3 separate regions of the Mus musculus genome follow, and all the other regions are linked to region 1. The links are chromatin contacts, called in public promoter capture Hi-C maps. All regions are on one chromosome and are shown on one strand. Each heading gives the region's core, a stretch centred on a gene start, on an enhancer-like site or on the middle of the called end of the contact. The rest is flanking DNA. Distances are from core to core; before and after follow the strand shown.

Evidence for each region. Promoter capture Hi-C pulls out the DNA fragments that hold promoters and counts their contacts.
Region 2: a promoter capture Hi-C map of liver shows a contact between it and region 1, with 4 times the contacts expected there. The contact joins the enhancer-like site here to the promoter of Cog6 in region 1. A contact is called at or near these places in 6 of 39 promoter capture datasets (the 3T3-L1 cell line, frontonasal cranial neural crest, liver and 3 more) and 1 of 9 other capture datasets (liver).
Region 3: a promoter capture Hi-C map of pre-B cells shows a contact between it and region 1, with 4 times the contacts expected there. The contact joins the enhancer-like site here to the promoter of Cog6 in region 1. A contact is called at or near these places in 4 of 39 promoter capture datasets (the C10 cell line, liver and pre-B cells), 1 of 115 datasets of contacts at active chromatin or transcription factors (memory CD8 T cells) and 1 of 9 other capture datasets (liver).

Annotation. Positions count from the first base shown.
Region 1 is chr3:53,014,922-53,018,871 of GRCm38.p6, forward strand. It overlaps Cog6 (component of oligomeric golgi complex 6), which reads right to left and starts at 2,302. Exons shown (of 19, transcript NM_026225.3): 1 at 2,125-2,302; 2 at 548-691. The coding sequence starts at 2,277.
Region 2 is chr3:51,529,916-51,533,865 of GRCm38.p6, forward strand. Setd7 (SET domain containing (lysine methyltransferase) 7) reads right to left here. Exons shown (of 8, transcript NM_080793.5): 5 at 3,060-3,141; 6 at 156-273. Among named protein-coding and RNA genes, the nearest start is that of Gm36008, 21 kb to the left of the region's middle. Within about 2 kb of position 2,311, at least 94 of the 459 cell types and tissues checked have an H3K27ac peak or open chromatin away from gene starts, as enhancers often do. A contact at or near this core is called in liver, where this site is marked.
Region 3 is chr3:51,997,739-52,001,688 of GRCm38.p6, forward strand. All of the region lies in intron 1 of Maml3 (mastermind like transcriptional coactivator 3), which reads right to left. Among named protein-coding and RNA genes, the nearest start is that of Maml3, 110 kb to the right of the region's middle. Within about 2 kb of position 2,128, at least 81 of the 459 cell types and tissues checked have an H3K27ac peak or open chromatin away from gene starts, as enhancers often do. A contact at or near this core is called in memory CD8 T cells and pre-B cells, where this site is marked.

The sequences.
Region 1 (3,950 bases), core at 1,052-3,551:
ATCACTTCCATCTGATTTCTACATTAATATGTCAGTATATAGCAACATTAACAATGTAATATTACTAGTCATGAAATATTACACAATAAAGAAAGCACAACATAATAAATAACATTGATCTTCATCCCATGGTTGAATAAACCACAGTCAAGCATGTTGAATTGTTATTCATGTTGAAATAATCACCTTGACCTGAAAATTATATACCTTAGGAGATAACAAAAGTAACCCAGTACTAATTAATTTCCAATGAAGAAGTGATCACCTCAGGTAGTGCATTAAATGAGATAATATCTCCTCTGGAAAACCATTGAAAAAATGTGATTTTTTTATTAAGAAATTACAATTCTTAACATAATTTCTCAAAATAAATATTGTAAGTTTTTAATAGAGGTAAAGAATTTAGAAATGACAATAATTCAAATAAAAGCTTTTAAGTTGGCTTCTAGTTGACCAGTACATTATCAGATACATTGCAATTTAATTAAAAAAAGTATCAAAACACCAAACATATAGCTCTCCATAAACACTAAAAGAAGTTACATACCTCCTTCACGTCTTTGAAGATGTTTACAAACTCCTCATTGATGGCTAAGCTTCTGCGTTCAATATCACCACGTAAATTTCTTCGAGTCCGCAAACTATTTTCAACAAAAAAGGCTGAAAGGGCCTTGAGAGCTTCCAACATCTCCTGCCGAAGTGACAACAGAGGGACATCATTGGGGCTGACTTTTCAGTGGTTTCCTGATATCCAGCCAAAACTCAATAAAATTATTTTCAATTGACTTATTTCCACTAAATGACTCAAAAAGTAATATCTGACTTAATTAATAAGCAGTAAACTTACTTCCAGGACACAATTCACAGTCTACTTACATATAGTTATATATGTAAAGGTAGTACACAACAGAATTGCTTTGAACTTTAATATATTTGTTAATTTTTACAAGAAGGTAATTCCCGTTTTTCATTTAACTTTATTTTACATCCTGACCAGTTTCCCCTCCCCTACTCTCCTCACAGCCCCTCTCCCCTCCCTCCATTCCTCCTCCATTTCTGAGAAGGCAATTCTTTATGTAGTATATGTTCTGAGAGACTGTAAGTGAATTGTCAAAGTGTAGAAAGTTATAGCACCAAGTATCATGAGATAAAAATATGTACATTTATACTGGTTTGGTGCAAAAGAAACTGATTTTAGTATGCCAATTATAAATCAATAGCTCAAACACCTTTATTAATTAAAACAGAAACCTTTACAATGGACACATTTTTGCCAATGAGTTCTGGATTCTGTGAACTCTTAGGGAGCTTCCAGTTGTTTGTGAACGTGTTTTTTCCTGCACAAAGTTGTCAAGATGCTTGAAGAAGTGAGAGCCAAAGTCAGATAAATGCAGGCAAAACTTTATAGCTCGATTCACTCAAATTGCAAAGAGTGGCTTGTGTGCCTGGCAGTTGGGAGTGCTGGAGAAACGGGTCTACTATGTTGACCAGTCCTTGCAGCAGGGTTTGAAGTACTGTGGTTCACAGGGATTCAGAAAGTTTTATTCATCAGACCCGCAGCAAATTTCTCAAATCAGCGACCATGACGTTTTTGTTTTGTTTTGTTTTTTCTCGCTGTTTTGTGGACCTAAGGTCCGCTTTGAGAAGCGCTTTGTAGTTTCTTCTTGATGCTAACACTGGGCTTGTCATCCCAAGCTGTCCTACTCAGTATGGCTTTTGGTAGCATGTCACAACCCTATCTAGCCCAGGGCTTTATTTATAACTCAGCATGTTAATGTTCTGTTTTTGACACACAGGAGTCAAATTCTTGTTGACAGCTTATTTTTACTTACTTCTATCTTTACCCACGTCTTTACGGCTCCCACCTTACTGTATTCTTTTGTGCCACGTAGGCACGGCTATACCTGGCTACTCAAAGCTGCAGGGGAGACAGCCAGCTCTGATAAGAGCCGCGAAGTACTGCTCTAGACGGTTAAGGGGAGGGCGTGCGGGAAGGAGTTCAAGTAAAGGACACAGCAAGAGCGCAAGGGCAGGGCACAGCTACCCCAAAAAGCGCTTCCCTACGCCTAGGACAGCAGCAGCTTCTGCCCGAGACCAGGGGTCCGCCCCGCCCCCTCCGGTTACCTTGTCATTTTCTAGCCGTGTCTCCAGGATCTTGTGCAGCTTACGCGACAGCGGATTGTTGGGCTGCGCGGGGGTCGCACCTGCCCCATTACTGAAGCCATTGGCGGCCCCGGAGGCGGGGACCGCAGCCACCTCCCCGCTGGCGTCAGCCATCGCTGACAGACCCGGCGTAACGGAAGCACTGCGCTTGTGCACTCACTCGCGCATGCGCACACCTGGCCGCGCATGCGCACCGCGATCCGAGACGCTCTACCTGCCCGGTTTACTTTAAAATCCTGGGAGGCGAGGACACGCTCAGAAGAGATTGGAGGTTGTCTACAAAGTGAGTTCCAGGACAGCCAGGGCTATACAGAGAAACCCCTGTCTCGAAAAACTAAAAAAAAAAAAAAAAAAAAAACAAACAAACAAAAAAAACCCAACAACAACAACAACAAAAAAAAGAGGTTGGAGGTTGTAAAAGAGACTTCAGGAATCTGAATCTTGAAAAAAAAAGCCAAAGTAATAATGTAAAATATGTAAAGTAATAATGTAAAGTATATGTAAAATATGCCGAAACCAGTAGCTGGCATGCATGCATGATCAACAGAACTGATTGCAATTAAATTTCGTTTATCTGAATTCATCATTCTGAAAAGCATCAATCGAAGCTAGAGTATTTGCCAGGGCTGCTGGTGTGCACTGACATAAATAATAAACAAGACAGTAAACAGAAGGCAATGAAGAGACAGAGGAAAGAAATGAAATGCAGGCCAAAGTGGTTACTCAAGAAGGCTTGGAAGGACCTGGCCTTTAATTTCAGATTTAAAAGAGACCTAGAGCTGTGAGAAATCTCCAAATAGGAGAAAGCCTACATGTAAAGGCCCAGAAACAAGGAACTTTGCATTCTCACAAACTGACCAAAGGCAGTGTAGCTGGAAAGCAGTGGGCAAGAAAGTGTTTCTCCTGTATGCATGTGTGTATGTGTGTATGCATGCATGCATGGATGTGCACTGTATACATGCAGTCCCAGTGGAGGCCAGAAAGGGCGTCATGTCCCCCTAGAGCTGGGGTTATGATGGTTCCAATCCGGGGTCCTAAGAACTGAACCTAGGTCTTACACAAGAGCAGCTGTGCTCTTAACCACAGAGCCATCTCTTCAGCCTGCGATATCACTTTTTGATTTACAAAACACGGTGACAATTATCAATAATGGCCATACTGTGATAGTGTTAACTGATCTTTTTTATTACACCTGCAAGTTCAGATTCACATTATCGAGCTAGTCTTATTTATTGGCAGTTGCTCTGTGGTAGCAACTCTCTCGCCATAACATGTTACTGGGCACAGGCACCCAAAATTTCAAATCTCTATATACTAATTCCTGCAATCTTCTTTAATCCTTTTCAGCTACTACAGCAAAATGCTCTATACTTGGTAGCTTACAAACAATAGAAATTTATTTCTGATTGTTCTGGAGGATGAGAGGTCCAGAGTCAAGGCACCAATGGCCCTGGGTTCTGCTGGGGTCCCTTTCTGTGTTCATGGATGGACATGTTTGTGCTACTAACCTCATCTGATAGATTGGAGGGATGAGCTGGCTCTCTGAGAGCTGTCTTATAAGATCATAACTAACTCGCCCTCTTCATCTAGTCATAGCTCAAGGTTCAGCCTCCAAACAGCAGAGACCAGGAATTCTGTGTTTGCATTTTAGGGAAACACAAGCATTCAGACCACAGCACCACTCTTCCAAGGATGTCAGACCTTGTAAACCTTATCAACTTCTATATGCCTTTTATATTCTCTTCAAATAACAACTTTCTTGCTACCACTTCTTTAAAATAATTGAT
Region 2 (3,950 bases), core at 1,061-3,560, 1.5 Mb before region 1:
AGGAATCTGACTAGATCTTGAGTTTCAGATGTTGGGTGTGGTCTAGAGGAGACACATGACTGTGTCATTGTCCCACTTTCTATGACCATGAAAGTGGCTTGCTTAAGCTAAGGGCCTTTAGTCGATTAGGTTGAATTCACATCTTGCCCCCTTACCTCTTGGTGTGTAATTCGGACTCCATTATAAAACGACATAACAGTATTAGGTCCAACTGCTACCTTGGAAAACAGCCCTTCTCCAGCACTGGAGATGAGAGAGTCGGCAACATAAACCCTAAATATAGATATAATAATAAAAATCAGATCGTGAGCTTTTCAGCGTGACCCGTCACTTCATGTCAATCACCAAAATTCCATTACAAATTATTGCAATTATTCAACAAAGGCAGGGGGGGAGGGTCAAGAAAGTAAAATGCAATACGTTAGCAACAGGAATGGAAGAAACACCTCTTATCTCTGCAAGCGCTGTATTCAAACTGAACTCTACCCCGCTCCTTTAGATGAAGTATCTGGCTCAGGCGGCCTCAGACTTGCTCCTGAGCCAATGACAACAGGAACTCCTTCTTAATTATTATTTTATTTTGAGACAGGTTCTCTCTGTGTACCCCTGGCTGTCCTGGAACTCTCTCTATAGATCAGGCTGGCCTCGAACTCACAGAGATCCCTTCCCTCTGCTTCCAGGGAATCCAGTGACAACCACCTGAGATAATGATGAACTTCTAGTCTTTCTGCTTCCACCTCAAGTGTCCAATTTTCTGTAGTGCCAGAGATCAAACCTAGGGTTTTGAGACTACCAGGTACACATTCTGTTAACGGAGCCGTATCCCCAGGCCTCAAACAATCTTCCCTAGGGCTGGGGAGATGGCTGATCTTCCAGACCACCTGGGTTTGGTTCCCAGCACCCATATGACATCTCATAACTATTTGTAACCACAGTGCCAAGGATCTGATGCCCTCCTCTGGCTCCTGTGAACAGTGCACCCACAAGGTGCACAGATACACATGCAAACACTCATACACACAATTTTTTTAAAGTCTTCTTTAACAAGGAGTAATTAGTATAGATCCCTAAAGCTACCCATACCTGATATACCTTTTTGAAGAGGAAGATAACATTTACAGCTAATGGTGATTTTTAGTCTTACCAGACAAGAAAGCATTCCCCAGCTTTTCAAAGCCAGATAACAGAGAAAGACCATTTCTTAGTTAAATGCCAAGACGGCTGTTTACACAAAAGGTGACAACGAATCAGCTATATCCAACAAAGGGGTTAAAGCAGCGGTCAGCTAGCTACAGGTCAAATCTGACTGCTGCTCATTTTTGTTGATAAAGTTTTATTGAGACACAGTTGCCTCCCCCAGTTTGCTGAAGACTGTGTCTGACTGCTGCTGGGCTCAGAGGGAGAGATGAGTCTGTGCATCAGACAACACAAGGCCCCCAAGCTTCCACATTGTTACTCAGGGTGAAAAAGGTTCCTACGAATAGCTTTACAAGAAAAGCACTCTCGGTTGTGGAGTGGATGTAATAGAAACTTATGCTCCACCAACAAAGCTTTCATTTCTTCATGCGCTGTGATGGATGGCTCTGCTAGAGGCTGGACATCTGTAATTTTGGCTTATTTTTATGGACTAGAAAGCTGAATTATTGCTTCCAATTCTGCTCCTTTCCTGTGACAGAATGATACATCTCGCCCTCTTGCCAGGTGACCTCATGACACTCCCTTCAGCGCAGGAGGGTTGTATATCCCCCACCCTGCTGACTCTGCTGTTAGAACACAGGGGAAGGCCCTGCTGCTAGAACACAGGGGAAGGCCCTGCTGCTTGGCTTCAGGTGTTAAGAGGTGATGAGTTTCTGCCAGTCTCTTCCAGTTTCCACTGTCTCCAGGAAAAAAATATGCCCTGGGGGTTGTTTTTCCTTTAGCCAGAGTCTTGGAATGAAGAGATGTGAAACAGACCTGAACCCGACTTGAATCCTGGAGCCCAGCCTAGTCCGGCTGAGCCTGGTGAAGCCCAAATAAAAAATGGCTGAACCAAAGCCAGCCCTCCGAACCATGCGTAGAACACAAAATGCTCGCCCCTGTAAACAGCTAAGCGGTTTGAGAGTATTGCTATGCAGAATTTCACAACAGCAGCCTCGCTTGATAGATACAGTTGGCCCTGTAGTCTTTTGGGGCTAACACAGAAAACAGTCTGCACCCTGGCCCTGGGCCAGAACCTCTTGTCAAAAAAGGACATTTTTCTCCCTGCCTGTGGCACTGCGGGATCAGCTCGGTCAGGCAGACCAGGAGAAGGCTTGTTTCTCAGCTGGGAGCAGAAAGTAAACAAGAGCTAACCTATGCGCTGGGGGTTGGGGACTGTCCTTACTCAGAAGTAGACCAGCTGCTGGAGAGTGAGAAGCTGAAGGGCAGCCAACTGCATAGGTTAGGCGTGAAATGGCCAGACTTGACTAGGCGGGGAGCTTTTATGATCGCCATTATTTGTTGTCTTTCTACACTGTCTTCCCTTATGAATAAGGAAGTTGCTTTATGGTCCAAGGGTCAGGCTGCAGAGAATAGAAGTTGTGCTGAAAGTACAGGTCAGGCTAGAAAGGAGGAGGCTAGCGGGAGCCCTGACAGGACCTGTAACATGGCTCTGTGGGTGAAAGCGCCTGCTTTCAAGCCTGACTCCTTCCACATGGTGGAAGGAAAGAACTGGTTTCAGAAGTTGTTCTCTAATTTGTACGTGCTTGCTTCCCCATCCACCCAGAGTCCTGAGAAAGGGGACATTTGAAAGGGACTGACGGACTGACCCAGCACCTTTCCTAGAGAATTCGTTCTAGGACGAGATGAACTGGCTATTGCTAGTGTAGACACTTCCTACGGTCAGGCTCGCTATAAGCATGTAACTGGTCTTCCTCAGGATACCCAAATCCTTACTTGGAAGATGTGCCAAGGAAAAGCGCTCATTATGGAGGGGCTTGGGGTTGAGCAGGAGCCCAGCCTGAGCAGAGAGCCACAGGAGAACGAGCGTGCCCACCACCAGGGCACACACAGGGCAGTGAAAGGCACAAGGAAAGAGTTACCTCTCAGACTCATAAGGGTCTGGAAGGAGAGCATCGCTGGAGATGCAGGAGGAAGTCGATTTATCAAAGTGGTACACGGAACCTAAAAGGCAAATCCACACGTGAGTTCAGGTGCAGCGCCCGGCAGCACACGCAGATGTGTTCCTCGTCATGGGAGGGCCCAATCAATCACACGTGCCAATCTGGTCACGACAGCTAGAATAGCTAAGTCGACCTCTGCCCATTTACTCTTTGATTAGGTTTTTGAATCTTGCCTCCCCCCACCCTCCCACTTAGTAGGAGACAGGGTCCTACTAAGTTGTCCAGCCTGGCTTGGACCTTATAATCCTCAAGTTTTTGAGTGGATGAGATTACAGACCTGCATTTACCAGCCCTGGTTTAGTTTAAGTCTTAATGGACAACCATCAGACTTAACTCTTGGGATTCCTATTTGTTGAGTTTCCTTTATTCAAGTGCCTTAAAAACCTGCTTGGGTACCTAAAATTTTAAGAAAAACAAAAACAAAAACAAAACAAAAACACTTTTTAAATAGAATTTTCAGACTTTTTGATTAGAACAAACTGGGTAATGGTTTTTAAATTTCTCTGAGGGTCTCTTCATCCCAGACAGTCTTTAAACTCTATAGCAGAGCCCAGCACATGACTCCTTTACTGAGAGTGAAGTCAGCCTCACAGAATTAAGGACAACATTGCTCTCCATGCTACATTAACTGTCATTTGGCTTCTGTCTGGTGGCTCAGCACCTGGGGATGATTCCTGAAGATAGGTATGCAACGGTCCTACAATCGCCGTTGGCTTTCTGTCAACCTTGGCAAATTCCCAGGGCTCATACACAAAGAAACAAGATTTGGAACCAGGAACGGGGTAGTAAACTCCTACAAAGCAAATTGTT
Region 3 (3,950 bases), core at 878-3,377, 1.0 Mb before region 1:
CCTATCCCCTCACGGTGTCTCCTGAATGCAGGCGGCCAGGCAGATTGTGTCCAAAGGGCCACTTCTGTGATTGTAACACACACACACAAACACAGGAGCCGCCTTGATATGGCACACCTAAAAATGTCCCTTTACGCATTTCCTTCCGTCCCTCCCTCACGCTCACCTTCCTTTCTCTCTTTAAAGGGGGGCCTGTGTCTCCCAGGCTGGCCTTGAGTCAGCACTGAGACTACGGACACGTCTGAAGGTCCCCACACCCCCCATCACTTTTTCCCACTTAAGTGCAAATGCTTGTCACTTCTCATCCCTGTTACCCTCTCCACTCACAAGCCCAGAGAAAAGGAAGGGACACGCCTGTGCCTGCCTCTGCCTCTGCTTTTAAGGATGTGTGTACCAGTCTCCTAGGAAGGGGGAGCAAAGGGAGAAGACACGGGACAGAGTTTTTCAAGGCTCCCGAGGCTACGACTGCATTCCCATGTCCACTGTGTCCCCTCATAGAACAGAAGGCGCTCTGTGTCTGTGATTGGCTACAGGGGAAGAAAGGAAAGAAATAGATCTCGGATGTGGGATGTACATCTCAAAACGTGCCTAGCCTCCCTAGAGAAAGGTTCTCAGTGTGGTTTTAAGCCACTCTGGCAGGCAGATCTCTGAATTTGAAGCCAGCCTGGTCTATAGAGTGAATCCAGGGCAGCCAGGGCTACACAGAGAAACCCTGTTCCCATCTTCAAGTGGAGGGGGAGGAATCCTCTCACCTGAGTGTACACAGCCCCTCTGCCTCTAATTCAAGGTCGGTGTGGTCCAGACCCTGACGCATAGGCTGTGCCGCAGCCCATCGAGCCCTGCGTTCAACAGAGACGAGCACTTTAAAGCCCCTCTAAAAGTCAGCAAGGCAGAGCTGAAAATGCCAGCCACGAGGATATCACCACTTTGTGAGAAATGAAAATGTGCTGAGAGTGATTGCCGTATTTACGCCTTTCGTACTGCCCTTATCTAACTAGAGCAGGGGAATCAGCCCAGGAGCCAACTCTTCCCTGTTTTAACTAGGATTCAAATATAAGCGTCATGTATAATAACAGTGTTCTTCCACTGTTACATAAACACAAGCGATGACACCCCCTTCCATTCCTTAGACATCTTGACAATCCGAGCTAATACAGCTAATTCGACTCAAGTCCCTGAAAACACGGAACTACAATTGCCACTTATCAAGTGGCTGAGCCATTAAACTCGCCCCTGACACTCAGTCTCTAGGGCTTCCACGGTGACAACATCCAATCGTTGGATTGTGGTGAGTCACAGTCGCTAGTTTTTAAACTTCTGTGTACTCAACATTCAACATAATACTTTACTTTGTCTTATAGTGACAGTTGCTTAGTTACCAATTCTTTATAAATGCAAACTGATTTATCAAGATTTTTCAAGAGGTGAGTTTTACCAGTGTGTGACTGGGTCTCAGAACAGCCATGAACAAGAACGGCTGCACACACAGAGCTATCTGCCTCCATGGGCAGTAGGCCAAAGGTCAGAAAATAAAGAGAGTCAGAAGTAAAGAAAGATCGAGGTAGAAGACAGAAGTATAGAGGGGAAGGCCAGATGATGAACTAACTACTCAATATCAAACAAGCAGAGTTGAATTCAGAGCTCCTCCCTCCAATGGACTAAAGGTCTCAGCCCTGGCATTGTTTTAAAAATATCTATTCTTTTTAAAATGTCTAGACAATGATAAATACCAAGAAAAACAATGCATCCAGGGACTTAAAGGAGAAGGCTGTAATTCTGTCATCCAGAAAGATGGACTTTCTGCAAAACTACATGTGTAGCGATCTCTTTTTCAAGAGATGGGTAAATAAAACAGCAACTCTTCAGTGCGGTCTAAAGGCCTTCTATAGAAACCCACTCACTCCCTGATTCCCTCCCGTCTCAAGACATACCGAGTTACTATTTGTGACTTACTAACAGCATGTAAGTGAAGTCCCTAACTTCTACCTTCATGGGGGAGCTGGGATTGAACCCAGCGGTCAGACTGCAGACCCCGCGCAACTGACCATTTTATTAGGGTGCACAGATGAATAGGTGGATAAATGGAACAGCTACAGTGGCTATGTCTAACTTGTGGCTTGAAGGGCTGCAGGCAATGCTATGTATACTTAAAAAAAAAGGGGGGGCTGGCGAGATGGCTCAGTGGGTAGGAGCGCCCGACTGCTCTTCCGAGGGTCCAGAGTTCAAGTCCCAGCAACCACATGGTGGCTCACAACCATCCCCAACGAGATCTGACTCCCTCTTCTGGAGTGTCTGAAGACAGCTACAGTGTACTTACATATAATCAATAAATAAATCTTTAAAAAAAAAAAAAAAAAAGGGCTGGGTAAATAATCACGTGGTGTATTCCTTCCCCCGTGGTCCCGCCTTTGTTTCCAGTCACACAGAGCCCACGTGACCACGCAGTGATGCAGAGATGCGAATACAGGATGACATGTGTGAGGGACTCTGGCGCTTCCTGTGGGCCACGGGTGCTTCCTGTTAGAGAAGAAACATCTGCCCTGCCACTCTGGCACGGACTTTACATACAGTCTCAAGTTTCAGTTAGCGGTCCTCTCCACTTCCTGTCCCAAGCTATTGGGCAAGACTTGGTTTTCACCTTCCTGAGACCTCAAGAGTAGGGTAGCAGAGCGCCCTGAATAGCTCAGCGATATCGGGCTGCATCGGGATAGGGGTCGGGGAGAAAGCAAGTCCACCTATAGGGACAAAGCAACAAGCTATTCAAAGTCAAGGCTGTTCTCAGAAGCCACGGCTCTATGGACATGCTATACACATTTTCAGGTTGTTCCTCTCTTCCCTTTACCTCCCAAGTTCCCACTGAGGTCCATCACATCCACATTCATTTACCTAAAGCTCTGCTCAATTCGTTCCCTCGCTCAGTGCGCGCAATTTGGCTCTCCTATATTTGAAACCTATTCAAAAGCACTGACTTGTTTTACCTTCTTCTTTTTTTTTTATCCTTTCTAAGGTCAAAGTATAAACCAGTCATCTGGGGCATTTGGGACCATATAAAATTTCCCATCGTTCCAACTTCCCTGGTGAGAAATTTTTAAATGAGTACAATGAAAACATCCCGAAGCCATCAGGATAACTGCATTTTAGATCTACAGTGTTGGTCCTGGCCCGGATTATACAAGTGTGCACGGTGGGTCTGAATCACTCCTGTGTCTACCCAGATCTAGCTCTTGAGAGGGTTCAGAAAAAGCTCAACACTCAACCAGCTTAAAACAGTGAATTGTGACAGTTAAGATACACGGGGAGCGCTCACACCCAGAACCAACTTTACCTCTAGGGCGACTCATCAAGTACTGATCCATTGGGGCAGTAATGCCAGGTCTAGGACTGCCATCACTCAGAACTGGGAAAACAGCCAAGCTCACGGATGGCTATCTTGAAAACACCAAAGCCAAAGGAGCTGATTTCTAATATGTTCCTCGTGAAAGGGAATAATAAGGCATATGCCATTTCTTTTTTATAGAAATGTTTTAAGAAGAAATAAGGAATGGTTAAAAATACTTTTAGTTCTGCTGGGCAAGTCACTACCCAATCCCCAGAGAGTTAGGTTTTTGTTGTTGATGTTGTTGGTTGGTTGGGTTTTTTTTTCTTCTCAAAAAAAAAAAAAAAAAAAAAAGGAAATAGATCGGTGTGCTTTCTGCAGTTTCAGCGAGGACTCTGGGCCCAAAATGTTTTAAAGCAGAAAATTGGTAACACTAGAGATATTGTCAAAATACGATTTCCTCTGGTTCAGAAATGGCGAGAGGGAGGGCTGGAAGGGTGGAGTGGGAAGGAATTGTCATCAAAGCATTGTTAATACGAACTGAATTGCACTACAAAGGCGATGCTTCAACATGGAGAATAGAAATTGTTCTGTATTATCGTGGATTGACAATATGACAATCGCTCATTGAAAA